Linked DNA regions of Zea mays: region 2 is linked to region 1. Evidence: chromatin contacts called from public Hi-C data. All regions are on one chromosome and are shown on one strand. The core of a region is the stretch at or near the end of the contact, and the rest is flanking DNA. Distances in the headings are between cores, read along the strand shown.

Region 1 (6,684 bases), core at 2,091-4,590:
AACACTTTGTGCTGCCAAGGAGTATGGAGACGTTGCTCATTTAATTGTGATAGACTTTTGTGGTCAGTTATAATCACGAATTTCTGGTGTTGAAGGTAAGCACGCCATTGTTGGACAGCTAGATACTCTTTTTCATAAGTCGAGAGACCACGAGATTTAACTCCAAGGGCCTTACTCAGGAATGCCAGAGGGTGACCTTGCTGTGAAAGAACAGCCCCTACACCATTGGCGCTGGCATCAGTTTCAATCTGAAATATGACATTAAAATCTGGTAGAGCCAACACCGGAGCCGATGACATCGCTTGTTTGAGAGTGCAGAATGCAGTATCATGATCAGCTGTCCAAACGTACAGAGCGCCCTTTTTTAACAGTGCTGTCAGGGGTTGGCAGATCACGCCGTAATGCCGTATGAATTTTCTGTAATATCCAGAGAGTCCTAGGAAGCTCCGCAATTCCTTCACACACTTGGGAACAGGCCATGCCACAATAGCTTGGATCTTTGCTGGGTCGGTAGCGACACCGGCTGAGCTGATAATGTGGCCTAAGTAAGTTACTTGGGGCTGAGCGAAACTGCACTTAGACATTTTAATCTTCCAGTGATCAGACGACAGCAGCTCGAATACTTGTTGTAGGTGAGTGAAGTGGTCTTGAAGGGAGCGGCTGTAGACTAAAATATCATCAAAGAACACAATAGTGCATTTACGAAGAAGAGGAGCCAAAGTATGATTCATGGCTTTTTGAAATGTGCCAGGCGCCCCAGTGAGACCGAATGCCATGACCCGGAATTCATAGTGTCCTGTGTGGGTTTGAAATGCTGTTTTGTACTCTTCCCCAGGCTTGAGCAATATTTGATGGAATCCAGCTCGCAAATCCAATATAGAGAACCAACAGGCGCCAGCTAGTTCATCCAATAATTCATCGATGATGGGAACTGGGTACTTAGATTTAACTGTGAGGGCATTCAAGTGCCTATAATCGACACAGAACCTCCATGAATTGTCCTTTTTCTTGACCATGAGGACAGGCGAGGAAAAGGCACTGGAACTGTTTTGAATTATGCCATTTTGAAGCATTTCAGCCACTTGGGATTCCACTTCGTCCTTCAGTGCAGGGGACAACCGATAAGGTCGTATATTAACTGGGCGAGCACCATCCACTAATGGAATGGAGTGATCACATGCACGGCTCGGTGGCAACGTTGTAGGAGGTTGAAACAAGGCATCAAACTGTTGCAGCAAGGAACGAACCGGCTCAGGAACAGCAGAAGTCGTGGCTGAAAATAAATGTTGTGGTGTCGATGTCGAGGACACGGAACGGATTTCCAACAACGAACCAGCAGGAACCAATGACTGACAATCACGCAGGACAATAAGCTGATCTTGAAATGGTATAGACAGCCATTTGTTCTTCCAATCTATCAACATTGGGCTGAACTGCTGTAGCCAATCCATACCAAGGATTGCGTCATAGTGAGGTAAGGACAGTAACTTGAATGTTGTGCGAAACGGGACACCCTGTAAAGTCCAGTCTGCTTCCACCAGCTCTGAAGTGCATGTAAGGACCTCACCATTGGCTACGGTGACCATTAGCGGAGTCGACACAAGAGTAAGGCCAGTGATTGCCGCAACGCTGTTGGTGTTCAGAAAACAATGTGAACTGCCAGAGTCAAGAAGCATCAACAATTCCACGCCTTGCAAACAGCCTTGAAGTCTGAATGCTTGGGCCTTGGCTGGGGTTGAAATGGCTGCCTGGGACAACATTACTGCGAACTGGTCTGATGAATCTTGGAAATCAGGATCAGTATCTGACTGGTCATGATCAAAGAGTTCCCACATCTCTTGGACTGCATGTAGTTGAACAGTTGGAGAACATTTATGGCCCTTGTTCCACTTTTCAGCACAATACTGGCATAATCCACTGGCACGCCGATATGAACGAAGAGAAGCCACTTTGGAATCAATTGTTGGCGCTGGCTGAGTTGGAGTTTTGGAGGATTCTGGAGCCAAACCGCGCGATGGATCCCAGCGAGCAGACTGTGGAACAGCCGACTTCCACGACGAACGGCCAGCATAAGATGAATCGCCATGAACAGGATCCGGACGCCGAGACGAGTCCCCAGCTTCCTGCAATAAAGCCAAGGAGCAGGCAGTATCGAGATCGCCAGGACGTTGTACAAGAATCACAGATTTGATGTCATCCCTCAACCCATCAATGAATTTCATGGTATAGTATAACGGGTCTGTTGTGTGTTCATATGTGACTAACAAATCAACTAACTCTGAAAAACGATCAACATAGTCTTGGACTGTGGAGGTCTGCTTAATGTGGAAGAGTTTGCGAATAACAAGTTCGTGTTGCTCCCTGCCGAACCTATCATGGATAGCTTGACAAAATTGGCGCCATGACATGGACGGAAGACGCGGTTCAATGGACTGTAACCATCGAGCCGCAGCACCCACAAAGTGCATGGTGGAGACCTTAACCCAGACAAAAGTCTCAGTAGCATACATCTCAAAGTAATCTTCGCAACGCTTTTGCCAGAGCTTAGGGTAGGTACCATCAAACGTAGGGAAATTTAATTTAGGTAACCCCCCACAGTGACGGCTAAGTGGGCCACGCTGACCCCAATCACCCTGACTATGGCCACAATGAGCGTTGAATGAAAATGAGGGCGAGTGAGGGGAGCTCCACATACCCGTGACCGGGTAGTGAGCGTCGGCACCGGGGTGCACGTGCCCACTATCCCGGTAGTAATTCTCGAAGCAGGACCCAAAACGTGGGCGATCTGGAGGTTCTTCAGGAGCAGGGACCCTTCCGGATCCAGACCCGTGCGCACCGAGGAGACCGGGTTGTCCAGATCCATCCACACGGGCGTCGGTGGACCAGCGGATCCCCATCTTGGAGACCTCGGCGCGGATCGAATCGACGGAGGAGTGGAGGGACTCGACCGATGCCTCCACGCGAGGGCGCCACAGCTCGAAGACGTGCATAGTCGATTGGAGGGCGGCGACGCGAGTTTTGACGTCAGCTTCGATCTGGTGGAGGTGATCGGCGGCTGAGGAGAACTGGATCTCCACATCCGCACGGAGGTCGGTGGTGACGGAATCCAGGCGGCGGCTGGATGCAGAGACCTGAGATTCAAGCTCTCCGACACGGGATTCCCACTTGACATCCATGGCGGACAACCGTTTGTCCAACTCGGACAACAGGGAGCGGGTTTGGTGTTCGAGGGCGAGCGTGAGGGCTGAATCGATGGGTGGAGAAGCCATGGCGGACGGCCAAGGAAAGGTGTCTTTGATACCACTCTGTTAGCAACCTGGAAGGAGGAGGAGAAGAATAGGAGAACCAGAGGAGTTCTATTCCAGGATACTAAGTTTTCCTTACAAAATGCATACCGTCTCTTTCGGCTACGCTAGTACTTAAGACAGCCACTTACGCACGGGAGCACGCAGGCTCAGACCCAACACCAATATGCCGACTCACTGCACCCACTCTGGTCCTTGCTGACGGACGTTGGCGCGACAGACACGGCGTGTGCGGACAACTGGAGCTGCTTCCGGTTCGCCGTTTGGTACGCCTCGGCTGACTGTAGGGGAATCCATACTCTCATTGTTGACACTATTCGATATTTGAATGTACGTGTGTTGTTGGTGTAAATACAAGGGTTAATTATATGATGCAAAAACTAGTGCACCAGATACAAAAATCCAATGTGATGTAAATGTAATAGGAAGCCAATTGAGGTCGCGACGAATGTGGAGGAAGCCAGTTGAGGTCCAAGTTATCATGTCTGCCTGTCTGTTGTTTGGTTCTGTGTACTACTCAACTTTAATCTCAATCACATCGGATATTTGATGCTAGTTAGAATAGAGATGAAAACGGGTATCCGAACAATTAGACCAAATCTATATTTTAATATATATATATATATATATATATATATGATATTTGATGCTAACATTGTTACGGCGTTAGTTAGCATCGGTCTAATTCACGGTTGCAAAAGATCTTCATTCGCTGGCACACGCCACACGCGGCCACGCCTCTCACCGGCTCACCGCCAGCCACCACCCACCCCACCCCCTGCATGCAAGCAAATATACAGGAATAAAACTACGACTATACTACACAAGCGAAGACTGCGAAGTCCACATCACTGCCCCCTGACGCACCCCGCTGAAGGTCAATTGGCCACACGCACGCACGTACAGGTACAACTCAGTCAGCCGATCTCGAGGGCTCGGCAAGCAGGGAAGGAGACTGGATTCTGGACCGGACGGTCACGCCTGCCACCGTCAAGCGCAGGCTTTATGCGCACATCAACCTCCCCGGAAGGAGTCGGCACTCGGCAGGTCACCTGGACTTGCCGCGCGCGCGCACGTCATGGTCCGGCCGTCCCTCCCCACCCCGCCTGAATTGACTGGCCGATCGAAGGAGACGTGCAGTTGCGCGGCGTACGTACCAGCCCATGCCACCATTTGGCACGGCCACACCCACACACGGGCTACTACGCGCCGCGCGACACGCAAACGGCTAAGGACTAAGTTATGCCCGTTATCTGTGAGCAAGATATGCACAGAACCTGCGTGTCGCCGCCCTAATACAGTGTACCGATTTTTTTGATTGCGATACAGTGTAGCAATTACTACCAATTATACCTTGAGTGTCCGGTTAATAACGGTGGTCCGCCGCCGCGGACGTACACGCTCTCACATGGTGGCGGCATGGCGTCGAACGATAGCGCCGGCTCCATGATTTGGCGGCGCCCCGCCGTGTTTTCCAGGGAAGGGAACAGACGGGAAAGAGAGAGGCTGTAGGTGGTGGCAGCAGCAGCAGCAATCGATGCCCCTTTTTCTCAGCGTACTATTCCTCTTTTATAAAGCGCACACGACTACCGAAAATTAGTTTTTGAATTTGTTATCAATAATTTGACTAGTATTTATAGTTAATACAATATAAAATTGGTATAGTTAGATTTGTAATCAAACATACTATCCATTATTATAGATTTATAAATATAAAAAAATGATATGGAATAAATGGTTGTTCAATAATTTAGGAGACAAAACTATGTTAAATAAAAAGAACAGAGAGCGAGCAATATAAGATCATATCTAGGCTCTTGGACCTTCATGTGCAGCTTATGATTGGTCCATGGATGATGGGTGGCGAATATGAATCGGAAATCAATCGATCGGTGCATTCAATCAGAGCGGCGTGTAGTTTCTTTTTCTTTAACTAGCATCGTTGCAATAATAATAAAAAACTAGAACGCAATAACTGGCCTTATAGGAGTCGACAAGATTGCTAAAAGCACCCAGTGATGGATCTAGCCTTAGCTTAGCCAAGCCTATCCAAGCTTATCAAGCCGTTATTTGTGTTATTTTAATTGAAAAAGTTCAGCCTGATTCACGAACCATCCCATGGGCTTGAATTGAAGCCGGCACTGTCATATGCACTCACATGAAGGCCTTCTCCCACCACCCCCACATTCATCACCTATTCACCTTATCTATAATTTCTATTCGACCAACTTCAGAAAGATTTTAAAAGTTTCCCCAAAAATTAGTTATTACAGGTGAGCTAAATTTTTTTAAGGGTGAATTATCATATGTACTCCAACAGTTAGAGATGGTCGAATACCCGCTCTTAGAATCACAGTGTATAATGATTTAGAAATAGTATATGGTCGAGCTATTGTGTGAGGTTGTGATGAGTATATAATGAAATATATGATGAAACCACATATTAGTTCCTTTTTTATTTATCATGTTTTAATTTATCAGATACAAATATTCAAGAACTAAGATAATACTCCTAAACTTGTTTTTTTTTTGAAGAACCAGGAGGGGGAGGGCCCTACTGAGAATTTTATTAAAGAAGTGAAAAGAAAACGTTACAACTTAGTCTTTTTACAAAAGTTAAAATGCAGTGGATTAAAAAGCACTACTCCTATGTCTGCCACAGACTCAGCCAATTCGGGATAGAGGTGTCAAAGTTCCCCCGCGCTCTGTGCATGATCAACCGCAGCTCCTTACTGAATTCCTGTGTACAGCGATGTACCGAAGGATCTTTGTTTGAAAACAGCCACTCGTTTCGGCTTTTCCAGATGCTCCATGTCATGAGAATAATAATCTCCATAAAGAAGGGGACGTTAAGCTGGCGATTAAGGTTCGCTGATGCCTCCTCAGGATTAGAAATTCTGGGTGGGGTTATGCCAATTGAGTTCCAGCGGGCTTTCGCGAAATTGCATCTGAGGAACAGATGATAGAGAGCCTCCTCTCTTTGCCATAGGCAGTTCTCGCAAGAATAAGAATCCAGCTCCATGTTTCTCCTTCTCAGCATATCTCTAGTATTTAGCCTATTTTTAAGCCACAACCAATAGAAGACTCTATGCTTAGGCTGACATTTGCTTTTCCATAAGAGTCTGTAGATAGGGTGAACCTGCGTCTGGCCCATAAAAAATCTGTAAGCTTTTTGAGAGGAGAATTTGTCAGATCCCCAAATGTACCGCCAACGGTCGTGGGCGTTACTGAGGGCAATTTGTTCCCAAGACACCTGCAGCTCCAGGTATTGATCATACGCTTGTTCAGAGATAGACAAATGAAAAAAACCATCAAACTGCTCCTGCTCTTTAGCCTATCTAATAGTCAACTTTGTGTTTTTGACAAAAGAGAATAACTC
Region 2 (6,271 bases), core at 3,115-5,614, 180 kb before region 1:
CACTAACTTTGTGGAACAATGACCAATGACAGGAGCCAATATCTGCTTAGTTTTAAGCTAATAAGCCCTGAAAATGCATGTTCGTTATGGAAACAAATATGCTTACTACAGCTTCAATACCTAATATATTTGACTCAGTTTAACATAATTTTTACATCTGCAGCTTATCACCAAATATGTGAGGATTGTTATGTCGAATAACCAATCATGACCTGCTCGCTCAGAATATACAGTAATTTGCAAATAATGTTGCCAGTTTAAATGCAGCATCAGTGTAACAGTTGAAGGCTTTAGGTTTATTGAGAAGTACAAAAATTATATCCAATCATTCGTGCTTACAAGTTTAGATGATTTTACTAACTCGAAGTTAACAGTTTATCACGGTATATAATGAAGGGCTTTTAGAATATGCTATGCTGCATGTGTGTAGATAGATAGGGCAGCGCTATTTGTCACCTTAGGTGATGATCACCCACCCTAGGATGCCTTAACAAATCTTCATTGATTGTTAAGCCATTCATGATTTATGTTAAGCCATTCCATTGTGGGTGATCATCACCTAGGGTGACAAATAGCGTATACACAAATACACAAATTATTCTAGAAATGATCTCAGAAAATGAAAAACTACAGAGGAGCAATCAAATATCGGTCTTATGCCCTATTGCAACCTATGGATGGCCTTTTTTGTGATATCCTAGCCCCGGTGGATGGTGGTATTGGCCTAAGGCTTAATAGAATTAATAGAGTACTTATATCAACAAGATGCATCTTCTTTTTCGGAAGTCTGTCTCGATAGAACCTCGAGGTTAAGTGTGCTTGGCCCAAATCAATCTTGGGATGGGTGACCGACCGAGAAGTTCTCGGGTGCGCATGAGTGAGGACAAAATGAGCACAAAAGACTCATGTTGGTCTATGGGGATGATATATGGTCCTAGAGAACTGTCAGGAGTAAGTACCGCCGTTACGGGAGTGGACGGGGTGCTACAAATGGTATCAAAGCCGACCCTCGCGGTTTCACGAGCGTGTGTGGGCTAGGGGTTCGGGCATATGGCACATGGCGCATGTGGCCCAGAGTGGTCACATGGCATGGCATATGACGACACTGGACACACATACGTGGCCAAGAGGGGAGGTTCCTGGCTTGGGGTTGACCGACGAGGACGTCGATCTTCTAAGGGGGGTGTATTGTGATATCCTGGCCCCGATAGATGGTGGTATCCTGGCCCAAGGCTTAATAGAATTAATAGAGTACTCATACCTGTCTCGAAAGAACCTCGAGGTTAAGCGTGCTTGGCCCAGAGCAATCTTGGGATGGGTGACCGACCGAGAAGTTTTATCAGGTTTGCATGAGTAAGGACAAAGTGCGCACAAAAGACTTGTGTTGGTCTGTGGGGATGATATATGGTCTTAGAGGGCTGCCATAAGTAAGTACCGCCGGTCCGGGAGTGGACGAGATGTTACATTTTTCCATTTCTCGCACCTAAAGTGATAGAATCATGCACAGGATAGAAAGTTGGGATTGTAGAGCAATGGACCCCTTAAGATGAAGGTTCTTAGAATAGGTATAGAACAATTATTTGACGGAAAGTAACTTTAGAGCCTTCAATATGAGATCCCTTAAGATGAAGATTCCGATAATTCTTTTAAAGGTGGAATCAGAGAATATTTGTGTGTGAGGGCACGCGCAAAAGGTATAGTGAATAAATATCACCAATTTTCCTTCTTTTCTACAAGTTTTTTTAAATATTCTAGGTCCTGGCAACCCCATTAATCTCAATGGAAGTATGGTACATCAGTATTGAAGAAGTTCATGACACCTTGTGATAATTAAGTAATTAACTGATAAGGTCATGTACGGCTCTACCACCCCCTCAAAACACTGCCGTTTTTTCAATAAAAGCACCAAAACATCAACGAACTATACATTCTTGAGGCATATAGATCACAAAATTATATCTCAGATAGCTTTTATGCAGACCACTCCCCGTACTATGTTCCTTGCAGAAGGGTTTTTAGTTTTTACACTCATTGAGGCCCTAGGGCCAAGCATATATGCTCATATTAAATGACAGAGCTCTTTCTTTTGGTTAAAAAGTGGGTACACTATTAATGAAACTGTAAATCAACTCTATTTGTGGATTATATATAGACTGTAAGCACATCTTCAGTAAAAAATGCCACGAAAGTTCATAAATCCAAATCCCATATGTCTAGATGACATTATAAGACTCATGCACAACATAACCACAATAAAGAAATCTGTTTAACTACTGTGTACTAGATTTTGTCACTTCAAATATCACACACAAGGAAGCATTCTTCATCCAACAAGGTAAACATGTCAAGTTACCGTAGCAGGGGCAGACCTAGACAGAAGCTCATGAAGGTACAGGAAACAAACTCACTCAAAAAATTGAAGCTAATGTAAAAGGGGGCAAACCCAGGGAAAGTATAAACCAAGGCAAACCATCTACCATCCTCCCATAAATGCAGAGAGACTGTTTCGAACACGCGACTTGGTGACTCAGTGAGATAGCTCTCACAACTGCATCAGTCCTGCCCTTCATTTTGAAGCTAATGTAATGAACAAATTTTCACCATGCTTAAGCTACCTAAATTTTTGCATACCATGAGGTGTACTCCCTCTCAAATTTTTCCTTAGGTCCAACCCTTTGTTCAAAGGGAAAAAATCCTATGGTTCAAGTCAAAAGTATGTGTGTCCAAAGGGGACAATCCTACAGTTTCATGGTCAAATATATAGTGTGTCAATTTACTACTCTTCTCTAAGGAAAAAAGTGTGACAAACTTGTGATTTACTGCACCCTAGTACAAATTCATATATCCTTGAACCTAAAAGATTAAAGCTTTAAGCCCAGATTAGGTGCCTTGTATCACCTCACCCACCCCCAGCTGGCTGTAAATAAAAAGGGTACTGGGAAATTTGACGAGAAAAAAGTAGCTCATTAACCAGCGGCAACCCTTCCTATTAATGGAAAAAACCAATTTTGCCATCGATTGGTAAACTTAGATGTAATCCTCTATTCATAATTTCATATGAACTATAAATTCCAAAGTACAAGAGAAGTGAGTAAAGGAAAATACCTGGTGATCAGAGATCTTGACGGGCACGAGGAAGAAGTCATTATCCACCTCCATAGTATCCTTCCCCCCAGCCACCACCTCTTTCCGCATCTTTGACAGACGGGGATCATCAGCATCCTGAACCTCAGTTTCCAGTACCCCATCCTTGAAGAGCTTGACACAAATCTCACTCATCTGGAAGGCCTCGAAGTGCACATCCCCGGTGCCGTCATCCCCCACCTCCAGTTTGACTATGGCGGTGACCCACTCCGGGATCCCGCCCTCAGCCTGCAGCTGGGCCGCCTGCACGACCTCCCGGTTGGACATGGTGTACTCACCAGTCTCGCTGGCCTTTCTCCCAACGGCCTGCGTGAACACGAGGCCGACCCGGCGCATCCCGAGCCCCTCGGCGATGGTATCGACGCGGGCCTCCTCGTCGGGGTCCCTCAAGAGGTGGACCACGTCCTCGGAGCCCTGCTGCGGCGGCTCATAGATAAAGTCGACGAAGACATCCTTGGTCTCTGCGTCGACGCGGCCGTAGAGGAAACCCGCCCGCTTGACGCCGAAGCCGAGGAACTCGGCGACGTAGAGCTGGAACGCGTTGGCGGCATCGCGGTCAAAAGAGGCGGCGGCGCAGAGCGCGTTCTCCTGGCGTGTGACGCGGATCTGGCGCGCGATAAGGTCATCCATGGTCATCTTTTTGCCGAAAGAGCCAGCGGCGGAAAGTGCCTTGGGCGGCGGCGGGCGGGCCGAGCGCGCGTCGGGCGGGTATGCGAGGTAGACGAAGGCGCCGTTGGCGAGGCGGAGCGAGGCAAGCGGCGCCGCCGAGTCGGTGAGGAGTGGGACAACGGCGGAGGGGTTAGGGAGCAGGAGGGCCGGGTCGAGGGAGAGGCGCTGGAGCGGGACGGGCACGGTGAGGTGCGACTCGATGAGGCGCTGCAGGTCGGCGACGGTGACTGAGGCCGAGTCTGGGACCGTGATGCGGTCCGTGCCGTCGCGGCTGCGGATACGGAGGATCATCGCGGCGGCGGCTCGAGCTTAGCTTCGGCCGTTGGGTTTTGCCGGGATTCGGGGGTGTGCAGTTGTGATTTATAGGTAGAATCGGGGTGGGGCAGAGAATCTGTTCGAGGAAGAAACGGGGCGAGGTGTGCAGGAAGGCGGAAGCCCGGCGGGGATGAGCCGGAGAGGGAAGAGCGGAGATGGTGGGTAGCGCTGGGAGGGGAAGGGACAGCGGTGTTTGGAAAGTGAAATAGAATGTCTCCGATAAACTCTCGACGTCATCTTCTGTTTCAAACTCCAAACATCGAACTAATCTACAGTATAACATAGGCCCTGTTTGTTTCAGATTATAATCTGGCCAGATTATATAATCCAGCGCAAATAATCTGGTGGGTAAACAAACATCTAGATTATAGGTCCAGATTATATAATCTAAAGCCCAGATTATTATAATCTCATAATCTCTTCAAGAGTAGCTTATTTCAGATTATTTTTGGTAAAAGACCCACTACCCATGGTTATGTGAATTGAAATTACGTTAATCTGCCATCCTCTTTTTCACCCGTCGGTATCTCAAAGTCCATCCTACCCTACCGCCTCGCACAAGTATCCGACGCCGCCTGCCTGGGAGTCCACATCGCCGCCTCCTGGAAAACTCCCGCCGCCTCCAGGAGACCATCCGACGCCGCCGCCGCTCCTGGGAGTGCACGCACACCGCCGCCTGGGAGTGCACGCACACCGCCGCCGCTCCTGCGTTAATCTGCCATCCTCCTGGGAGTGCACGCACACCGCCGCCGCTCCCCAGCGCCATCCCAGGTGTTCGCTCCCTAGCCCCAACGCAGGTGATAATTCCCCAGCCCCAACGCAGGAGAGCATCTGACGCGCTGACTGGTTGTCGTTCGGAGTTTCTTATTATCTAGAAATCATCATTCATGGCTTTTGTGCCTTGCTGGTAGGTGACGACGGGGCTTGTTGAGTGTTCTTCAAACCTGAACGTGTGGCTGCATATAGATTCAATTGAATACAGACCGGCCCAAGTTGCAGTTCTACATCCTGCCGCCCTCCGCATTGTCCAGCGTACCGGCTCCTCCATGGACAACCTCGACGCCGAGGAAAATTTGGCGGCGGCCTTAAAGTATAGGAGCACCTTGCGGCGAGGCTTGGATTTCAATGCGTTCCTGGAAGACGAAGAAAGTGCGGCAACTTCCCCGACACCGACGCCGGCTACGGATGGCGAGCTCGCAGGCACGGGAGGGCTCGGCACTACCACTGGCGTGCGGCGAGGGGGACACGACGTCGCAAGCGTTGGCAGGGGCCGCGGCCAGAACTACCCGAGGTCGTCGATCGACGTTGTCGAGGACGAGCGCAGGGCTGGGCGAGGACTCGCCACCGCTAGCGTTGGCATGGTGAGCGCTGGGCGCGGCCTCACCACCGCGAACCTCGGAATGGCGAGGGCTGGGCGTGGTGTCGCCACACAGGACGAAGCTATGGATCGTGTCACAGGTGTGCTGTAGATGTTCACAAGTTGTGTCATGTGTTACGTTTACCTGTTCCTGTTAACCCCACTTGTTTGTTCCAATATTGACAAGATATTATTTTGTAGATGTTATTTCCGGACGTGGAAAGCGGCCAGCACAAGGTTCGCAAGGGTCTGCTCGTTCTGTTCGTGGCCGCGGACGTGGGAGCGCATACAAGCCTCCACGATCTAATATAATTCATGATAACGATTCGCAACCCATCGAAGAGGAACAGCATGCTGAACCACTAATTGGAAACAATGTAAATTCCTTTCCTTTTTTCCTATTGTTCTAAACTTTGAGGAACAACATGCTGTACATGTTTTAAATTTCTAAACTTTACTTGCATACATGTTTTAAATTTTGAGTAGAATGAAGTTTATGACAAAGCAGCTTGGACTTTTGAGAACACTAGAGTATTTTGTGAAATCTGTATCCAAGAAATCAATGCTGGTAATAGGCCGAACGGCATCATGACTATCCGTGGTTACAACAACATAGCTGAAAAGTACAAGATAGCAACAGGGTTGCACCATTCAAGGCTTCAATTGAAGAATAAATTGGACTTACTGAAAGGTTTATATGGTTTTTGGTTGCAATTAAATGCAAATACTGGATTAGGATGGAATTCTGCATTTAAAACTGTGGATGCACCTGAGGACTATTGGAAT

What was found. Hi-C and Micro-C count contacts between places; a contact is called where the count stands out from the background.
Region 2: a Hi-C map of leaf shows a contact between it and region 1, with 3 times the contacts expected there. The contact joins the promoter of LOC100194136 here to the promoter of LOC100382585 in region 1. A contact is called at or near these places in 2 of 25 Hi-C or Micro-C datasets (endosperm and leaf).

Annotation. Positions count from the first base shown.
Region 1 is chr8:172,709,554-172,716,237 of Zm-B73-REFERENCE-NAM-5.0, reverse strand. It overlaps LOC100382585, which reads right to left and starts at 3,340. Exons shown (of 2, transcript NM_001175315.1): 1 at 2,696-3,340. The coding sequence starts at 3,172.
Region 2 is chr8:172,890,387-172,896,657 of Zm-B73-REFERENCE-NAM-5.0, reverse strand. LOC100194136 (NPL4 family) reads right to left here and starts at 4,364. Exons shown (of 2, transcript NM_001139188.2): 1 at 3,106-4,364. The coding sequence starts at 4,104.